Regions from separate parts of the Mus musculus genome. Here region 2 is linked to region 1. A link is a contact called in public promoter capture Hi-C data. All regions are on one chromosome and are shown on one strand. Each heading gives the region's core, a stretch centred on a gene start, on an enhancer-like site or on the middle of the called end of the contact. The rest is flanking DNA. Distances are from core to core; before and after follow the strand shown. Region 1 holds the start of Ntn1 (netrin 1). Region 2 holds the start of Pik3r5 (phosphoinositide-3-kinase regulatory subunit 5).

Region 1 (4,931 bases), core at 1,803-4,302:
TCGACCCCTCCTGGAGAGACTGTTTTCCTGACTTGTTTTGGTGCGATGCCATCCGCCTATTTGCAGGGCCGATCCCAGCGTCTGCCCCTAGGAGCTCTCGGCTGTGATCATTAGGGGGATGTTTGCTCATTACCTCACACTGTGTTCCCTTTATGAGGCCCCCCCAGGAGAAATTCCTGTCTGATTTTAGTACCAAGAAGAGTTGTAATTCTCTTGAGCCATGGCTCTGTTTTTATCTCACGGACACTGGGACTAGTGTAAGGGACATGGTCTCCTTTTCATTTTGGCTGCGGGAAAGCTTAGGAACAAATTGGTCGCCCACCCACAGGAGGAAAATAGGCCATCCCCGGGTGAATTTTGGCATTATTCCCGCGTCTACTTTGTCTTCCCTTTGCCTTTTTCTCTCTTAGATTTCCTTCCTATTGTGTTATAGAAAATTGAGAACATAACAGCAAAGATAAGTCAACATCACGAGTCATTTCCCTCTCAAGACAAACCCACTACTGACACTGTCTTCTAATGAACACACACACACACACATATGACACTAGATTGCCCACGTTTTTCCAGCTTGCTTTTCCAATGTCACAAAACTCTTTCCACATAATTAAATGTTCTTGAAGTAATTAAAATTTTCTGTGTTGCTTTAGCAATTTAATACTGATAAATTCATAATGCTTCTTTACCGTATGGCTGGCTTTCTGTATATGTGTCTATTTATTCACACAGTATTAGCAGCTGAATCAAGGGCCTTCTGTGTGCTAGGCAAGCACTCTACCAGAAAGCTACACCCCAGTCCTGGTTTTATGTGTATTTACATAGACATACATGTAGCAGGTTATTTGAGTTGTTATGTAATTACACTATGTAAGCATATGTACTATAAGTTGTAATATTCCTGTGTGTCAACTAATTTGATGCTCATGATCCTGTGAGGTAGAGATATTGGTATCCCTCTTTTATAGGTGAGAAAGTCAAGGCTGAGAAAGATGCAAAGACTTGCCCAGGCCACACAGCAGAGGCACTAGTTGGATGCAGGCACTCTGGCTCCAAACTGTGTTCTTCCAAGTGCCCTGTCTCCTTCCAGCATACCACTGAGATGTCAAAGTCCACCATGGTTAAACATTTCTTGTAGTCCCTTTTGCCTCATTTCTGATTTATGTTATTTTGCCGTGTTTTAAGTACCCCTGTAACTCACCTGCAGTCCTTTCTACCACAAGGCAAGGCATAAATAAACAGTACAGAGTGGTAAACGACATAAACAGGCAAAGCTAAAACACAACCCCAGGGACCAAGGGTGAGTCCAGACTGTCCCCGCAATGACATGGATTTATTTCCTTGGGCTGTAGCTGGCCTGCCTCCCTGGAAGAGCTGGCTTGGGTGGCCAGCTCTCAGGAAGACCAGGAAGAAGGGCCTTCGTCCAAGGAGAACAAGCTGGGCCAGCCCATCCCCGAGGCCCTTTCTTAGGTTCTCAGAGTCTATGAAAGTGGAAGGAACAGAATGAGGCGGGCTGAAGCAAGGAAGCCCTTGGGCCAGAATCAGGAGTGGAGTTTTTCTGTCTGAGTCTGTTATTGAATCACATTCTAAATGAGAAAGAAACTTAACAGTAACTAGTTTCAAGCTCGCAGCTGGATAGATTCTCACCTCTGAACTCTGGCTGTAGCTGCAAGACAGCCAAAGGTTACCATTCTTGTTCACAGTCCTTTTGTTAAGGCAACAGAGAACCAGGCCAGAGGCTGGGTGGCCCGAGGACACCCCAGGAGACTGTAATTGCGCGAGGTTATCCATTAGACAAACGTGGTGAGAGAGCTCATGTTTCTTTGAGATGGGGTATGTTCCCCATGCTGGCCTTGAACTCCTGGGCTTAAGATAGCTCTCAAGCCTTCGGCCTCCAGAGTAGCTGAAGTGGCAAAAGCACACCACCCACAGGAGAACACCACTGCCTCAGGCCAGGAGCCCAGATTACTGTATCCAAATTATATATATATACACACACATACATACACACACACACACACACACACACACACACACACACACACACACATATAAGTAGCCAGAAATTTGGGAAAGTTATCCCTAGCCTCTGAAGCCTCCACACCCTTAGTTGAAGAGTAGAGTCAATTGGTACTATGCAAAGCTATTGTGGGAATCTCCCTAGGGATATTAAAAAAAAAAAAGGATCTAGGAGCTGCCAAGTCAGCTTCAGGGGACCCTGGGAGAACTGAACTGGCCCCATCTCTGAAGTTCAGGATAGACCTGAGTAGGCCACTATCCAGGTGCGTCCGAGCTTCTTGGCCTTTAGCCTCGAATCACCACAGCTTCCAGGCCTAAAAGAAAATTGGCAGTGACAACTCTGTGAGGTTTAGGCGCTGCCTCTTGTTGCCCCCCACCCCATCCCCTAGAGCCTAGGGGCAGAAAGTTCACATCCCTTTCCAGTTCCCCTTCCTCACGCCTCTGGGGCCGAGTGCCCATAGGGGCAAGGCCCTGAGCGTAGTGCCACCGGGGCCACCAGTCTGGGTTGGAGGAAGGCTGGACCTCTGCGAAGAAAAGAAAACAAACACAGATGTGTTTGGCTGGGACCGGGAGGGAGAAAGCCGTTCTCGCCCCCACCCCACCCCCACAGGGTGCGCGCCGGCCCTGCCCCCTCTCCGGGGTTTCCCCGGGCGCTCCTCTTGCTTTCTCTTTGTCTCTGCTGTTCTTTCTCCGGCTCCCAGGTTCCCACCCGCTCGCTCTCGCCCTCTGGAGCATCCCGGGCCCGTTGGCTTTAACTTTCTTCTTCCCGGGGTTAAAACTTTGCTCGTGAGCGGGCGGCTGCTTGCCGACGTTACTGGCCGGCGCCCCGCCCGGCGGCCCCGCCTCCGCGCTCCCCTCCGCCCCCCACTCCTAGCGCGAGTGGTGGCGGCGGCGGCAGCGGCAGCGGCAGCGGCGGGCGGCGGCAGAGCCTTCGGGGGCGTGCGTGCGTGTGTGAGTGCGCGCCAGCGAGCGTGAGTGTGTGTGTGTGTGTGCGCCCCGGGCGGGCAGGGCAGCACTCGGACCGCGGCGGGAGTCGGCGGCCGCGTCGTCACTCGGGAGGAAGAGGCGGCGGCGGTGGCGGCCGGGGCCGGGGCTGGGGCAGCGGCGGCCGCGCCGGGCATGGAGCTGGCAAGCCCGCGTTGAGACAGGACGCTCTTGCTAGCCGCCAGCGAGAGGCTCTCTGCAGTCCGGCGCGCGGGCTCCCCGGCTTGGGCCAGGCAAACTTTTCTTTCTCTTTTGCCATCACTTAGAGGTAAAGTCTCCTACGCGGAATCCCCAGCGGGGACGCGATTGGGGAGGGGGCATTTATAAAGGAAGGACCCCAGGTGGCAAGAGAAAAGGACGCTGAGCCCGTGCGTGGTTGGGGGATCTGGAGCCCTGCTGCGCCTGAGGCTTAAGGGAGCAAGGAGAATGGGCATAGCTGCGGATGGGCAGATGGGCGCGGGCTTGCTCTTCGGTTGGCCGGGAGGCTGGGGAAGCCGGGAGGAAGGGGCGCGGGCGGTTCAGGTTTGGAAGCCCCTGCGCTCGGGGTCCCCCGGACTTTGGGGGAGGGAAGTGGGCAGTCTCGGGGTTGGTACCCCGGGGAGCGGGGCACTTGCCCGCCACTCCACCGAGGGCTGTTGGGCGCGGGGCGGGCTGGCTGCTGGCTGGCTGAGCGCGGCTCCCCTCTCTCCGCAGGCGCCTGGTGCGGCGGGCGAACCGACTCCTTGGCGCGGCGGGGCCGGGGCAAGCTGGCCACAGCATGATGCGCGCTGTGTGGGAGGCGCTGGCGGCGCTGGCGGCGGTGGCGTGCCTGGTGGGCGCGGTGCGCGGCGGGCCCGGGCTTAGCATGTTCGCCGGCCAGGCGGCGCAGCCTGATCCTTGCTCGGATGAGAATGGACACCCGCGCCGCTGCATCCCGGACTTTGTCAACGCGGCCTTCGGCAAGGACGTGCGCGTGTCCAGCACCTGCGGCCGGCCCCCGGCGCGCTACTGCGTGGTGAGCGAGCGTGGTGAAGAGCGGCTGCGCTCCTGTCACCTCTGCAACTCTTCGGATCCCAAGAAAGCGCACCCGCCCGCCTTCCTCACCGACCTCAATAACCCGCACAACCTGACGTGCTGGCAGTCCGAGAACTACCTGCAGTTCCCGCACAACGTGACGCTCACTCTGTCGCTCGGCAAGAAGTTTGAGGTGACCTATGTGAGCCTGCAATTCTGCTCGCCGCGGCCAGAGTCCATGGCCATCTACAAGTCCATGGACTACGGGCGCACGTGGGTGCCCTTCCAGTTCTATTCCACGCAGTGCCGCAAAATGTACAACCGGCCGCACCGCGCGCCTATCACCAAACAGAACGAGCAGGAGGCCGTGTGCACCGACTCGCACACCGACATGCGCCCGCTCTCTGGCGGGCTGATCGCTTTCAGCACGCTGGACGGGCGGCCCTCGGCGCACGACTTCGACAACTCGCCGGTGCTGCAGGACTGGGTCACGGCCACCGACATCCGCGTGGCTTTCAGCCGCCTGCACACGTTCGGCGACGAGAACGAAGACGACTCGGAGCTGGCGCGCGACTCCTATTACTATGCAGTGTCTGACCTGCAGGTTGGCGGCCGCTGCAAGTGCAACGGCCACGCGGCGCGTTGCGTGCGCGACCGAGACGACAGTCTGGTGTGTGACTGTAGGCACAACACGGCCGGCCCTGAATGCGACCGTTGCAAGCCCTTCCACTACGACCGGCCCTGGCAGCGCGCCACGGCCCGCGAGGCCAACGAGTGCGTGGGTGAGTGGGGCGCCGTGGCGCCGCGGGCGGTGGGTGGAGACGCGGTGGGGCGGGGGGAGCTCCTGGACCTTGCAGCGGCGGGTTCTCCCGAGCGACGGAGCCAGGAGTCCGAGCATCGCGGGATAGTGGGTTTCGGAGACCTTACAGTTGCTTCGG
Region 2 (4,931 bases), core at 1,404-3,903, 45 kb before region 1:
AGATGCCAATGATCCAAAAGCTAGCTGCCAGCCAGCCTAGAAGCAAAACCACAGCCCACCACTGGGGCCTTCTCTCCTCTGGTCAAGAGCAGATGCTGGAATCACCCCAAGTCTGGCACTTTCTGATTGAGTGGCTTCAGCACCCCATTTCCTTATCTGTAAAACGGGAGTGATAGCGACAGCTATCTCAGAGCGTGGATATCAAGATGAAAGGGCACGAAGCACTTAGCACAGTGTCCAATACACCACAGAAGTGTAGCCAAAGGGGGAGACGTGCTGTAGAAAGATGGAAGAGATGGAGGGAAATGTATCAGAAGCAGACCCAAGGTACAAAGGAGAAGGGTGGGTTCAAAGTATCTGATCACGTTCAGGAAAAGCTACTGAATCAGGTCGGATGTGTTCCACCCAACAAAGCAGGCAACACTGTCTTTAAAACTAGATCCCATCAGGCCAGCTGTGGAGGTGCATGTTTTTAATCCCTGCTGAAAGCAATTCAAAAAAGCATTTGGGTATAAGAGGTAGGCAGATGTCTGTGAATTTAAGGTCAGCCTGGTATACACAAGTGAGTTTCAGGTCAGCTAGGAGATACACAGTGAGACTGTCTCAAAAACCAAACAAAGCAAAAAACAAAAAACAATTAACACCCAGAAAAAAAAAAACAAACAAACAAAAAACCTAGATACCACAAAATGTCAATGAGGTTCGATTTTTTAAATGTATGCAAGATAGAAGACTGACACAATTCTGTGTGTACCCATGTACCTCTAAAAAATATTCCCTCCAATCTGTAAATATACCCTGTATTTAACAAACTGTAAGATGCCATCAGTTGTAAAGATGCACCACTACTTTGTGTATTGACAAGAAAGAAATATCAGGGCTTATTATGATAGTAATCTGTTAACTTTAATTGCTAAACTTCGAGTGTGAAGTGGAGCTCAAGGCCAGCCTCGGCTACCTACTGAGTCGGAGGCCAGCCTGGGGCACAGGCTGAGATTGTCTCAGAAATGACAGAGCAGATGAGACAGCTTCCTGCTTTGCTTGACAACCTGAGTCCCTGGGACTCACAGGGTAGGAGAGGACAGACCCCTTCCAGGTGCCCTTTGACCACCATATGTACCATAGCAAGCCTGCACGTGTACGCTCTCATCCACAGCCACAAATTAAATAACAAATGTTTTAAATAATAACTGATATATGGAAATAAAATGTGAACCACATGTACATCTCCAAATTGAGGATATATCCTTATAGGTAATATTCGTTGCTGCTCATTTGGACCAAAGGCTCAAACACCAGGCTACACACACACACATACACACACACACACACACACACACACACACACACGTTTACGTAGCGCACAGTTCAGCCCCTCGGTGGGAATGAGTCTCTTTAAACATACAGATTCTATGTGCTTGTAAGAGCTTGTAACAATCACAGTGGAGGGTTGCCCACGAAGCTCTCATTGCGTTGTGTTCTTTCATTTCTGACCTGACACTGCAGCTCAGACATACACAGCCAGTTTTACAAATAAGGAGATGTCATATGCCAGAACCTGGCTGGACTTCAGGTCTCTATTCCGTCTTACACCTTACCAAGCAAACTCCCCCATCAAGGCTTAAGAACCCTATTTAAAATGTGTTTCACCTTGGAAAGCTGTACTGTACAACTGGGTTCCAAAGACTCGACAGGCATTACAGGAGCATAGCTCTGCTCTGGGAACCGGGCCTTACCAGGCAAGGAAAGCAAAGTGGACCGCCATTCAGAAAAGGCCTTCAGGTGAGTTGGCCTGCTTTTAGACCTCCTGTTGCCAAAAGCCACCCCTCCTCTCGACAGGAGGCTTAACTCACTTCATACCACATCCTGCTGCTTTCATCTCGCCTTCCTTTTCCCTCTGAACAGCCTCCTTCCTCCTACTGTCCTGAACTTCTTGCATATTTACTACTACCACCCTAGGATGGGCCATCATGCCAGTCCTACCATGCACACACGTGTATACATTCACACACTCATACTCGCGTGTCTCCGGCGTGTAAACACTGTGCTGGGCGCGCAATTCCCAGCCCGCAGCCGCGTCTGAGAGTCACTAACTTTGGGCAGCCTGAGGCTCGGTGGAGGATAACGCCCCGGTCCTGATGCCAAACAACTCCTGTTGTCCACGTTCCTCCAGAGAGTTCAGAGCCAGAGACAGGCAGGTTCCTTCACTCCAGAGCACACGGTGGCTTGTAACCCAGCAGGAGGCTGCACACACACACACACACACTTGGCCGCATAGCTACTTCAATCTTGATGAACAGTCCTGGGACGCCCCTTCTGCCTCTGGGTTTGTCCCATGGGTTTGTGGGCCCCGGTCCCCTAGGTGGACCTTAACTATAGAACTAGAAGGTCGCCAACTGTCCAGCCTACCGGCTGCAGTTGGAGCACACTACTCCAGAATGGTCCCAACCTGCTCTGGCTGTGCTTCGAGCTCTTATACGCGTCCTCAGCACCCCCTGGCTGTCCAGCTACACACCTGCAGTCCCCGCTGGGCGCCGGGCGCCGAGCCCCTCTCCTGCGGCGACTCTCAGCAGTTGGGGTGAGGCCCCCGACCACCGCTCAGCGGCTGGAACCGGGCAGCAAGTCCCAGCATCTGCCGGGTCTCTACAACCCTAGGGGAGGCGGGGCCTTTGGGGCGGGGCTTTGGGGGCGGGGTATGACCAGGGCTAGCCGCCCAGCCGGGCTCTCTCGCCCTCTGGTGGCTCGATTGTGTCAAGCCGGTACATCCAGCCCTAGAGTTTAGGACTCAAAGCAGTTGCCCTGCGCTAGGACCCCATCCGCTTCGGCTTGTGTACCAGTACTGAGTAACACAGCTCCCCAAAAGTAAGGTGAGGTTCCGTGGGGCGGAAGAGCGTTTTGTCTGTGCAGGAGGGGTGGGTGGGGGCTTCGGGGAAGGAGGAGAAAGAGGAAGCTCCGATGAGCTGCTTCCTTCTCGCAATGCGACCCAGCGCCCCACTTCCTCCTACTACTTCTATTTTTCGGGTGCTCTTAACCCTTAAAAGGCCTGCACCCCTGATGTGCTGAGGAGTAAGCACCCTGATTCCTCTATTCCGTCTACAGGAATCTTCCTAGAAACTTCCAACCAATCCAAACTTCCAGCACTGCTTCTGCAACCTCTGATCTCACAACCCACCACCTCTACACGGTACCAGAATCTCTCATCACTTCAGCTGGGTTCCACCTTCCCAGTAGTAGATCTAGAACCGACCACAAGGTCATACGTTATTGTTGCTCAAAAGCCACAACCCTACCTGAAAGCTAATGTAAAAACCCAATGGTTTTTCTTTTCCTGACTCCCTAAATACCAAGAAAAAGCAACTTCCCTAAATAGACAGAAACAGAAAGTACCCTTTGGGCGGGCGCAGAAGTTGGAACTAGGTGGGAAGGGGCTCAATGCCCACCATAGGTCTAGCCACAGTGATCTCCATCCCAACTACCTGTTTACAGGTGAGGAGCCCGGCCGTGGGCAATGTGGTCCATACAACTCTCTCCCCAGTCTCTACTTTATTCACAAACATGTTGACATTTGGAGGAGAGGGATGGAGGAAGCAGGCTTCACTGTAAAGAAGCAGACAAGATTGGCAGTAGGTGCCTGAAGGAGAAGATAGAGAAGAGCGCATTTCACAGTCCAGGAATGTGCTAGAGAAGTTGTGGAATGTTTGACTTCTTCTGCATTCTTGCTATTCCCAAAACTGAAGGCAGAATAAAGCTAAAACCCCGGGAAGCTCAGGACCTCAGAAACCCAGCGATGCTGCCCTCCAATGGCACACCCTCTTTCTTACTAGCAGCTGTGGCGCAGATGTTGAGTTTGAAATTTTCCTCCCTTCAACACTGGGGTGTGTTGTTGTCCCTGCAGGGCCAACCACCAGACCTCAAGAGCACCTGGCATCTTCTGGACAGAAATTAAAGTGACAGCCACTAGAAGCAGTGTCCCCAGTGCAGCTGGAAAGACCCATGGGTGCCTCTGTCACTCGGTGGTGCCACCTGGTTACATTCCCACCACTGTACAGCTCTGTTGTTTCCTCTTACAAACAAGGCTATTTGTAATCCCCCTGCTTCCCTTCGTTGTCTGATGTTTTCAGAGAGCAGCCTGCCCTGTTTTGACTTCCTCATCTTACATTTAGTCCACTATGTTCTAGAAAAAGGTCACCAGGAAAGCCCTAAAGGCCAGATCCAGCATGTGGCTTACTGTTGCTACCTTTCTGAGGAAACTCCCCTGGTCCCTGGAGACCCTTCACTTCAGACCTCTGTTTCTGGCTTCTTTTTCTTCATCTTCTCTTTAGCATTGGAAGCCTTGCATGTTTGCATGAGTTGGCTTCTCTTTTCCCAGAGCACTTTGGTCCATCTGTCCATCCCATTCAAAATGGTAGCCTGGACTTCTCTCTTGAGTGGAAAACCTGTGGTTCTGGTGCTTCTGCACCTCTGTACCTCAGTCGTCAGTGCCGAGACGCCCTGGGATCTCATTCCCTCCCCACAGGCTCCAGCTCCTGACAGCACCATGCAGAGGACGACGCTTCCAACACAGGAAGCCTAGTCAGCCAGCTCACATCCAAACTCTTAGCATGCTTTCCTAAAAGCCAAACTATCTGCTCATGGTAAACCGTACCTCAGCACATAGGACACGAGGCAGTCTGCCCTGAGTTTTTCATCCCTCCTTGCCCTTCCACAGTCTGATTTCTGTTTATATTGCCTCCCCTCAGTTATTCAGTCTGTACTCATAGCCAGACAACAGGTCATATCAGTTGCCATTCATTCCTGGGAAAAGACTGAGCCCAGAGGAGCTGGGAAGCAGAAGGTGACCCAGAGGGATAGTCAAGAGAATCTGACAAAATGGCAACAGCCGGAATCCTCTAGCCTATACTTCCAAAAGAAGGAGGAGGAGGAGGAGGAGG

What was found. Capture Hi-C pulls out chosen DNA fragments and counts their contacts.
Region 2: a promoter capture Hi-C map of adipose tissue shows a contact between it and region 1. The contact joins the promoter of Pik3r5 here to the promoter of Ntn1 in region 1. A contact is called at or near these places in 1 of 39 promoter capture datasets (macrophages), 1 of 484 Hi-C or Micro-C datasets (embryonic stem cells), 6 of 115 datasets of contacts at active chromatin or transcription factors (effector CD8 T cells, embryonic stem cells, memory CD8 T cells and 1 more) and 2 of 9 other capture datasets (adipose tissue and pancreatic islet).

The regions. Positions count from the first base shown.
Region 1 is chr11:68,384,947-68,389,877 of GRCm38.p6, reverse strand. Ntn1 (netrin 1) reads left to right here and starts at 3,052. Exons shown (of 7, transcript NM_008744.2): 1 at 3,052-3,268; 2 at 3,694-4,775. The coding sequence starts at 3,758.
Region 2 is chr11:68,429,847-68,434,777 of GRCm38.p6, reverse strand. It overlaps Pik3r5 (phosphoinositide-3-kinase regulatory subunit 5), which reads right to left and starts at 2,653. Exons shown (of 19, transcript NM_177320.2): 1 at 2,516-2,653. It overlaps Gm32046 (a long non-coding RNA gene), which reads left to right and starts at 2,693. Exons shown (of 2, transcript XR_388771.3): 1 at 2,693-2,867; 2 at 3,100-4,090.